Regions from separate parts of the Mus musculus genome. Here region 2 is linked to region 1. The links are chromatin contacts, called in public ChIA-PET maps. All regions are on one chromosome and are shown on one strand. Each heading gives the region's core, a stretch centred on a gene start, on an enhancer-like site or on the middle of the called end of the contact. The rest is flanking DNA. Distances are from core to core; before and after follow the strand shown.

What was found. ChIA-PET counts read pairs in DNA pulled down with a chosen protein or histone mark.
Region 2: an RNA polymerase II ChIA-PET map of effector CD8 T cells shows a contact between it and region 1, with 5 read pairs. The contact joins two enhancer-like sites. A contact is called at or near these places in 4 of 39 promoter capture datasets (embryonic stem cells, liver and pre-B cells), 6 of 115 datasets of contacts at active chromatin or transcription factors (T-cell acute lymphoblastic leukemia, double positive thymocytes, effector CD8 T cells and 3 more) and 1 of 9 other capture datasets (adipose tissue).

Annotation. Positions count from the first base shown.
Region 1 is chr4:106,785,129-106,789,341 of GRCm38.p6, forward strand. The region is part of intron 1 of Acot11 (acyl-CoA thioesterase 11); the gene reads right to left. Among named protein-coding and RNA genes, the nearest start is that of Acot11, 13 kb to the right of the region's middle. Within about 2 kb of position 2,868, at least 176 of the 459 cell types and tissues checked have an H3K27ac peak or open chromatin away from gene starts, as enhancers often do. A contact at or near this core is called in T-cell acute lymphoblastic leukemia and effector CD8 T cells, where this site is marked.
Region 2 is chr4:107,200,092-107,203,859 of GRCm38.p6, forward strand. It overlaps Tmem59 (transmembrane protein 59), which reads left to right. Exons shown (of 8, transcript NM_029565.3): 8 at 277-905. The coding sequence ends at 432. Among named protein-coding and RNA genes, the nearest start is that of Ldlrad1, 7.2 kb to the right of the region's middle. Within about 2 kb of position 1,875, at least 23 of the 459 cell types and tissues checked have an H3K27ac peak or open chromatin away from gene starts, as enhancers often do. A contact at or near this core is called in T-cell acute lymphoblastic leukemia and effector CD8 T cells, where this site is marked.

The sequences.
Region 1 (4,213 bases), core at 1,618-4,117:
AGGACAGAACTGAGACCTAGGTCCACACTTGTGTAGCTCAGAATCCAAGGCTGCTCGACCGTTTTGAAGTACTACCGCTCGTCTAGCAGACAGGATAGTCATTTATGTCTCTGGGCATTTGATCCCACCACAGGTAGGCCAAGCCAGCACCCACATCTCTATTCTGGTTTCCTGAGACTCCTCCTCATGTCCCTTTAAGCCCTCTTGCAGGGAGAGCAATGGTATCAGGACCTGGATCAAAACCGTCTGAAACACGCTGGTCCACCCCCAAGGACGAAAATGCTGGAAAGGCCTTTGTCTATCTAGACAGACTGCTCGGGAACAGTATTGAGATCACCACACCCTCCAGCAGCAGCTGGCTACCATGCGCTTTCTTGCCCACAAATCAGAGGGTCCACTCCCTTCTGCAAACCCTTCTCCTATCCAGTCCTTCATCTCCCACCCTCTGCCTCTATGCCTCACTGCCGGCCTGGCCTACTGCATTAGACTGTTTGCCACTGCCCACCCCCCAAACCCCCCAACCTTTACCCCCCCCCCCAGTCACCAGAAGGCCTAGAGGGCAACTAGAATGTTTTGATCACAAGCCGTCTAGCCCCAGTGTGATCTTACCCTCCATGTGCCACACCCAGCCCCAAACCCCCAGTGACATGCATTGATCCCTCCATGCTGAGCCCTCACACTGAGGTCGGGGCTGCCACTCAGGGGGCTGTGAAGGAAAGACCTGGCTTCTCCCCATCAGAACCCTTCACACCCTCCCCACCACATGGCTAAGAATGCAGCCTGTCCCTGCCTCTGGGTTACCATGGCAACAAGAAGCCAGGCAGTGGGCCCAGGCCCTGCTATCCTACAAGCCACCTCATTTACCCTGGAGCTGGGCACAGCAGCCATAGATAGCACTATTCCTTCTGGAGAGGAAACAAGAACAAGCGGAAAGGGGGAGGAAAAAAAAAGAGAGAGAAATCAGCTACAGAGAGAGAAGGGGAAACAAAACAATTAGAGAAAAGACAAGACACAGGGAGGAGGGAAGGAGAACAGAAAAGAAATGTCAGAGGGAGAAAGAAATGGGCTGGGAGGGAACAAAACAAGTAGAAAAGCACATGCACTGGGGGGGGGGGGGGGGCGGGGGACAGGAAAGGGGCCGCTCCTGATCCACACTCCACACCACACATTCCTGGGCCTGAGCTGCTCACAGCTTTTGAGACTCTGGGCAGCTAAGACTTCCTGCCCCAGGAAGCTGGCAGCCTGGCTGGGCCCCCTCCAGCTGCTCTCTAGGCCCTCTAGCCTCTACCCTGCTGAAGGATGGTGTCCAGGCTTCCCCCCAGCAAGTGGGGCCCCTTCTCCCACCCCTCGGGGATCCTCAAACCCTCCTGCCACTCTGTCCTCTCCACCCCCACCCCACCAGCCTCCTTTAGCTCAAACCAGCTTAGTTCTTCTCTGTGTTTAAAAAGCCATTCCTAAGAAGGCTTGCAGAATGGTGGAAGCAGGACTCATGATTTACCAACTGGATACATCTTGTCACTTGTCACTTGGTCATGCCCTGGAAGAGGCCGAAGTGTCCTCTCTGCAGGTAGAAGATGCTGATCAGGATCAGGCAACCCATGGCAGAGGCTGGACCGGGCACTGCAGCCCAGGCAGCCCTGCAGGGGCTCACTTCTTATACCCCAGGTTCTTCTCCGAGCCTTCAGCTCAGGGGAGTTGATGGACTATAAAATAGCCCTGACCTGACCTGGCCTCACAGCACCAACATACTCCCTCCACTGTGTGAAAGGGACCTGAGCCAAGAGAAAAGCTTGCTGAAAAAGCCAAGAAAGGTAGAAAGAGAAGAAAGACAAAGTTTGCGGTGATTGGCAAGAGATCTGTGACCAAGCCCCACAGGTTCTTGGTACTCTGGATGTGGCCCTGCCTCTGGTTTGCTGGAGAACCGAGCATAACTTAAGCTACTCTGGACCTCAGTCTTCACAACTATAAAATGGGAACATGAGCGTCACAGAAAGGAGTCTGAGTGCTTAGACCGGGACCTGACCCACAGGAAGTGCCCCAAACTGCTGTGCTTTGTGTTGTCCAAAAGCTAAGGCACTTCAGAAAGACACGGGTCCCAGGGGTATGTGACATCTATGGAGAACAAATGGCCAGGTGGCCTGTGCAGAAAATGCTTTGAAGGCAGCTGGGACCTGTGACAAAAACATTCACATTTCTTTCCATTACTGCCAATTGAACACAAAGCTCTCTTCTATATTAGGGTTTCACTTAAACTGAGAATCATGGCTGGGCAGGACAGAGTCTGTGGTCCTCTGCAGGCACCCTGCACTTGATGACTGCCAGAATGCCATGCTACTCAGTTCTAGAAAGGTTCCAGACCCTCAGGAAGTTGAAACAGACTCTTGGAATTACTAGAAAGCAGCTGAAAGGGTCGGTGGCAACAAGGTGGGCACCAGGAGGAGCCCCTGGGCCACGAATAAACCATCTTCAATAAATTGCTTTTGTTCAAGGCCAAACATCATCAGGGCCCAGTGAGAACCTGGAGATTGAGCCTGGAGGGGTTTCCCGTGGTGCCCCTGGAGACTGAACCTGGACCAGTTCCGTAGAGCCCCATGCTGCACCAAATGGCAGGAATGAGGACGGGCCTGGTCATCAGCAGGCTGACAAAAAAGCCAAGCAGGGGACCCTGCATCCAGCGCTTCTGTCACTGTCCCCTGGGTTTAGATTGATTATGGGCTGGGCTGGTTCTACCTTAATAGCTGTTTATGTGAAAACAGCCTCATGATTTCATCCATCCACAAACTCAACTGTGGCAACTCCTACCGTAACCAAAGCATAGCGCTGTGGTGGCTGAGGCCTTGCAGCCCCAGTACGGTGGGGGAGGGGAGGAGAGGAAGGAATGACTCAGTGCGGAGGAGGCAGCCCCAGGCTGGGGTTTTGCTTGAGGCCCAACCCTGTGAGCAAGAAACCAGAAGGAATGTGTGGGACCCTCAGAAAGGACAGATAACCGGAGGGAGATCAGGGAGGGCACCGACTATTGGTGGCCTGGTCTGGATCTCTGAGGGCTGGTCAGAAACCAGGAGCATTCCAAGTAAGGCGGATAGGTAGAAAGAACAACTCTTCAGATCACTGAGGTTAATCTCTGTTAAAACTCCATTCATTTCTTCAGGGTGATGGGACCATCTCATCTCTCATGACATGTAAAAACAAGACAAGGCCATTTAAAGAAGGAAAGAAAACACAGAGCATCGAGGGGTGTGGCCCGGTGGGTGGCATGCCTGCCTAATATCCAGAAAGCCCTGGGTTTGATCCCCACCACTGCATGAAACGGTTGTGGTATTATCCCAACATTTGGAAGATGGAGACAGGAGGATCAGAAATTCAGGGTCCATCCCAGCTATAAAGCAAGTTTAAGGCCAGCCTAGGCTACATGAGACCCTGTCTCAAAAAGAAAAGAAAACGATAGGAGAGGGGATATGATGGAGGGAAAAGGTCCTTTTCTAATCTGAGGCAGTAGTGAGTGGGAGGGTTCCTGCGGGGAGCTGGCTAATGTATGAATGAATGAGAGGGTGCAATTAGGAAAGACATGGGAGGGGGGTGTGGTTCTAAGGAGAGAGAATGCAACGCCCCAAGAGGATTGGTGTGACTATCAGAGGGCAGTAGGTAAGAAGTCAGGAGGGAAAAAAAAAAAAGAAGAAGAAGTCAGAAGGGTAACCTGGTCCACGTGGCCCAAGGCTGGGCAGATCCCCAGAGTGCAGATTTGACTCAAGTGCTGGAGTCCGTAAGTGGCGGGAGACGGGACCCGCCTTTCAGATCTCTCCACTTTGGATGTGCGTGCTTGCGTGTCCTCTCGGATGAGGAGAGGCAAGTAGAGTCCTCAGCGCTCCTATGCTGCTAGCTGGGAGAAATGGCACTTGGGCAGGGCCTGGCCAAAGTGTTGGCCAAGGGCAGATTTCAGAGGTCCAGCTAGCGGCAGTACTGCAGGCGGAGGTGGGGGGAGCTTGGAGTGAGGAAGAAGTGTTAGTACCCAGTTAGGGGAGTGGGGGGGGGATGGGGGGGAAATGAGTGAGGATAAGGACCAAGAACTTTCCAGCTATTGTTAAACATTCACTGAATGTACCACAGTTCTGATACGCACCCCTCTGTTGAAAGGGGGGCTACACACCTGCAAAAACAAACCAGCAAAAAACAATCACCAGCCCCGTGGGGGCATCTGAAAGGCACAGGGCTCTAC
Region 2 (3,768 bases), core at 625-3,124, 410 kb after region 1:
ATAAACAGTCTCCAGTCTCTAAGATACAGATAGAATTGCTCAAACCAGATGTCCATAGATCAGTTGTGTTTGTTTGTTTTGTGTCTTCTGTTTTAAGACTGTATCCTACCGTGTGGCACTGGCTGCCTGCAGCTTGCAGGGGCCTCCTTCCTCTGCCTCCCAAGCATCAGAACTCATCACCATGCACCTCCAGAGACTGAACCGTTGCCTGGGAACTTAGGTGGGGAGATTCCTGAGTGTCTACGTTAATGGTGTGTTCTGGTTCTTCTCTTGCAGAAGCTGAGTATCTATGGTGACTTGGAATTTATGAATGAACAAAAGCTGAGCAGATACCCAGCTCCTTCTCTTGTGATTGTTAGGTCTCAGACTGAAGAACATGAGGAGGCAGGGCCCCTGCCCACCAAGGTGAACCTTGCTCACTCAGAAATCTAAGCTTTTTAAAAGAGTCGTGGACACATAAACTTCCATTCCTCATAGAGCTTTTTAAGATGGTTTCATTGGACATAGGCCTTAAGAAATCACTATAAAATGCAAATAAAGTTACCAAACTCTGTGAAGACTTTATTTGCTGTGACTTTACCTGTATTTTTCTAGTCATTTAAGATGGACATTGGGTTGTATTTTTATTTTACTAATATCTGTAGCTACTTAGTTAGTTGCATTGGTTTTGGTTTTTTTCCTCTCTTCGCCAAATTCTATGAGCTGATCATTGTGGCCCCGCCCCTGCCATGCCCCCCGTCAGTCATCTCACTTAATAACCGAAACCTTAGGGTGTGATGCTTCTGCCCGGAAATGGCCTCCAAACTGTCCTCTGGATTATAGCAGAAATGTTATTTAATGACACTACATTTTCAGTTGTATTGAATTGAAATCATTAAAATCTATTTGAATAATTATGTTCTGAAGCTTGAGTGTTGGGCTTTCTTGTTCTTCCCTCTCCTTTCCCAGTGCAGAGTCGTGGGTTGCTGTGTGTCTGCTGTTCTATGGCAGCTCGATCGAGCGATGCTGCCGTGAAAACAAAAATGGCCTTCTCAGAAGTGGTGTAAAGTGTGTGTGTGTGTATGTGTGTGTGTTGGATGTTGGATGTCGGGGACATCTGCATGCCACAGCATGTGTGTGAAGATCAGAGGACAGTGTTCAGGAGTCGGTTCTTTCCCTTGCCAGGTTGAGATGGGTCCTCTGCTCGTATTTTGCTGCTGCACTGTGTACTCCAGGCGGGCTGGCCTGAGAGCTTCTGGCTTATTCCAGGGACTCAAATGACAAATTCAGGTTGTCAGGCTTTTGAAGCTAATGCTTTGTCCGCTCAGCCATCTCTCTTGAAGTTCCACTTGATGTGGTTTTTTTTGCACAGCTTAGAGTTGAAAGAATTTTTCCAAAGGAGCTGTTTGACCTCTTTAAAATCGCATCAAGATATTTTTAGAGAGAAATGGCATTTTAGCATTAGCCTTATTCTCCCGTGATGTACAGTTGAGCATAGATTTGAGCACTAGCCTTGTTCTCCCATGATGCACAGTTAAGCATAGATTTGACTTGGTAGAAACTGACACTGTTGCCCTTCCTTTACCATCAGTGATAGGCAATTATTATTAATATTTTAGATACTTATTTTCTGTATATCAGTATTTTGCCTGTATGTGCACACTTTTTGTCTGCTGAAGTCAGAAGAGAACATCAGATCCTTCAGAACTGGATTTACAGAGACTTCTGAGCTGCCACGTCGGTGCTGGGAATCAAACTTCAGCTCTTGCTGAGGTAGCTTGATAGTCCTAGTAATAGATACTTAAAATAAGGGCAAAATCAGATACCATCTTACACCAGATGTTAATGTGGTTCTGAGTCACCACATAGGAAATGTTAAACACCTTTGCTAACCAGCATCCTTGATCTCAGAGCTGGGTGGCAGCTGTCTGTCACTGGAAGGCCTCACTGTGGTGCCGTTGTCAGATTTCTCTAAGTCAAGAAAATACAGTTGACAGCTAAGCAGGGAAGATGTTGGTCACAAACTATAGGCTTTGTTTTTAAGATAGTGTGTCTAGATTTGAAAGACAGAAGACCTAGGGCCAAGTCTCAACACATGCACCTTTTGTGGGGGTGTTTTACATCTGAACCTGGGTAAAGCTGAAGGACTGTGAGCATCACTAATTCTGGGAGATTCTGGGAGGAAGTGGTGGCCGGCTTCAGCCTGGAGGGAAATGGAAAAGCTGGGTAAGATCAGGGAAGAGTGTTGTAGGCAGTGGGGACAGTGTGCTTAAGCTGAGAGACAAGAAGCCAGGGACTGCAGATTGTTCAGCAGGCCAAGCTGTCATGAAGATATGAAGAATAAAAGACCTCAGTAAGCCTCGATCCTGCACATAATGGAGGGTCATGACAAAGAAGTTAAGCCACAGGGTCTTGTTGGGGAATGGGTCTCAGAATGCTTCTGAGATAGCAGTGTGGAGCAGCCTGGGCATGGGAGCAAAGGCTGAGGCAGCCATAGCTTAGCCCCATTGTTGGTTTTGTACTGTAGACCAGACCCAGGGCCTTGCTCATATTAGGAAGCACTCTACAGTAGAGCTGTGTCCTAGCCCTTGGGTTTCTAAAACAGCCTCTATATTCCTCAGTCAAGCCTTGAACCAGATCTTCCTGCCTCAGCCTCCCTAGTGCTAGGATTCCTTACGGGTGAGCACTTTATTCCATCATTTTATTAAGTGAACTACAATCCTGTTCTCTTTACTTACATTGTTTAGGCTTTGTTCCCCGCAATATGTTTTAAGCCTAGGACCCTGCATTGTGGTCACAACAAATTGACTCAGATTAGCACTCCTCAACCTGTGGGTCACAGCCCTTTGGGTGTGGCATATCAGATGACCTGCATATCAGAGATTGATATCATAATTCATAATAGTAACAAAACTACAGTTATAAAGTAGCGAAAAAATAATTTAATGGTTGGGGGCCCACAACATGAGAACTGTAGGAAAGTGTCGCAGCATCAGGAAGGCCTAGAACCACTGCTCTAAGTGAGGCCAAACAAACAAAAGGCTGAACAAAGATCCAACCACGAGCTGCTTCCTGTTGGGCTGAGTTTTCAAGCCATGTTGTCGAATAGCCAGTCGCCTTACCACATCTTCAGTTGCACATTCACAGGGTAGACTCACCTCAGCTGCCCTTGAGCCCCTCCCGCAGGCTTCCAGTTGCTAAGCGACCTGTTTGAGTATCATCAGCTACAGTTACCTTTTTCATCTTTCCTTAACTATTCTACCTTAGTCTGGGCTTAAGGTGTGGCCTGCACTAGAGGCTGAGACCCTGGAGACTGCATTGTCTTCAGTGGAAAGCTGGCTTGCACAGTTAATATGGCTTCTGAGGCCCAACCCTTACCTTACTTGAAATTATGAAAACTGTTTTCATGTCTCACTGCTAATTACCCTTCCTGTGCTGCTAGTAACTGACTTATTTAGATCAGGGATGCTCTGTTGGGAGTGCATGTGTGTACATCTGTGTACCCCCAGTGTATCCATGTGCAGAGGTCAGAGGTCAGCATCAGTCTCCTCTGTTGCTGTACGCCTTATTTTTAAAGCAGGGCCTCTCACTGAACCTGGAGCACAGTTTGGCTAAACTGGCCGGCCAAGCCCCTGAAATCCTCTTCCCTGTTTGTCTCCCTACCGCTGGAGTTACAGGCCTGCAGCACCACACCCTACTTTTTATTTAGGTGCTGGGGAGCCAAACCCAGGTCCTCGTGCAGATTAGCTCCTAAGCCATCTCCCCAGACTCAGTTACTCGATATGAAAG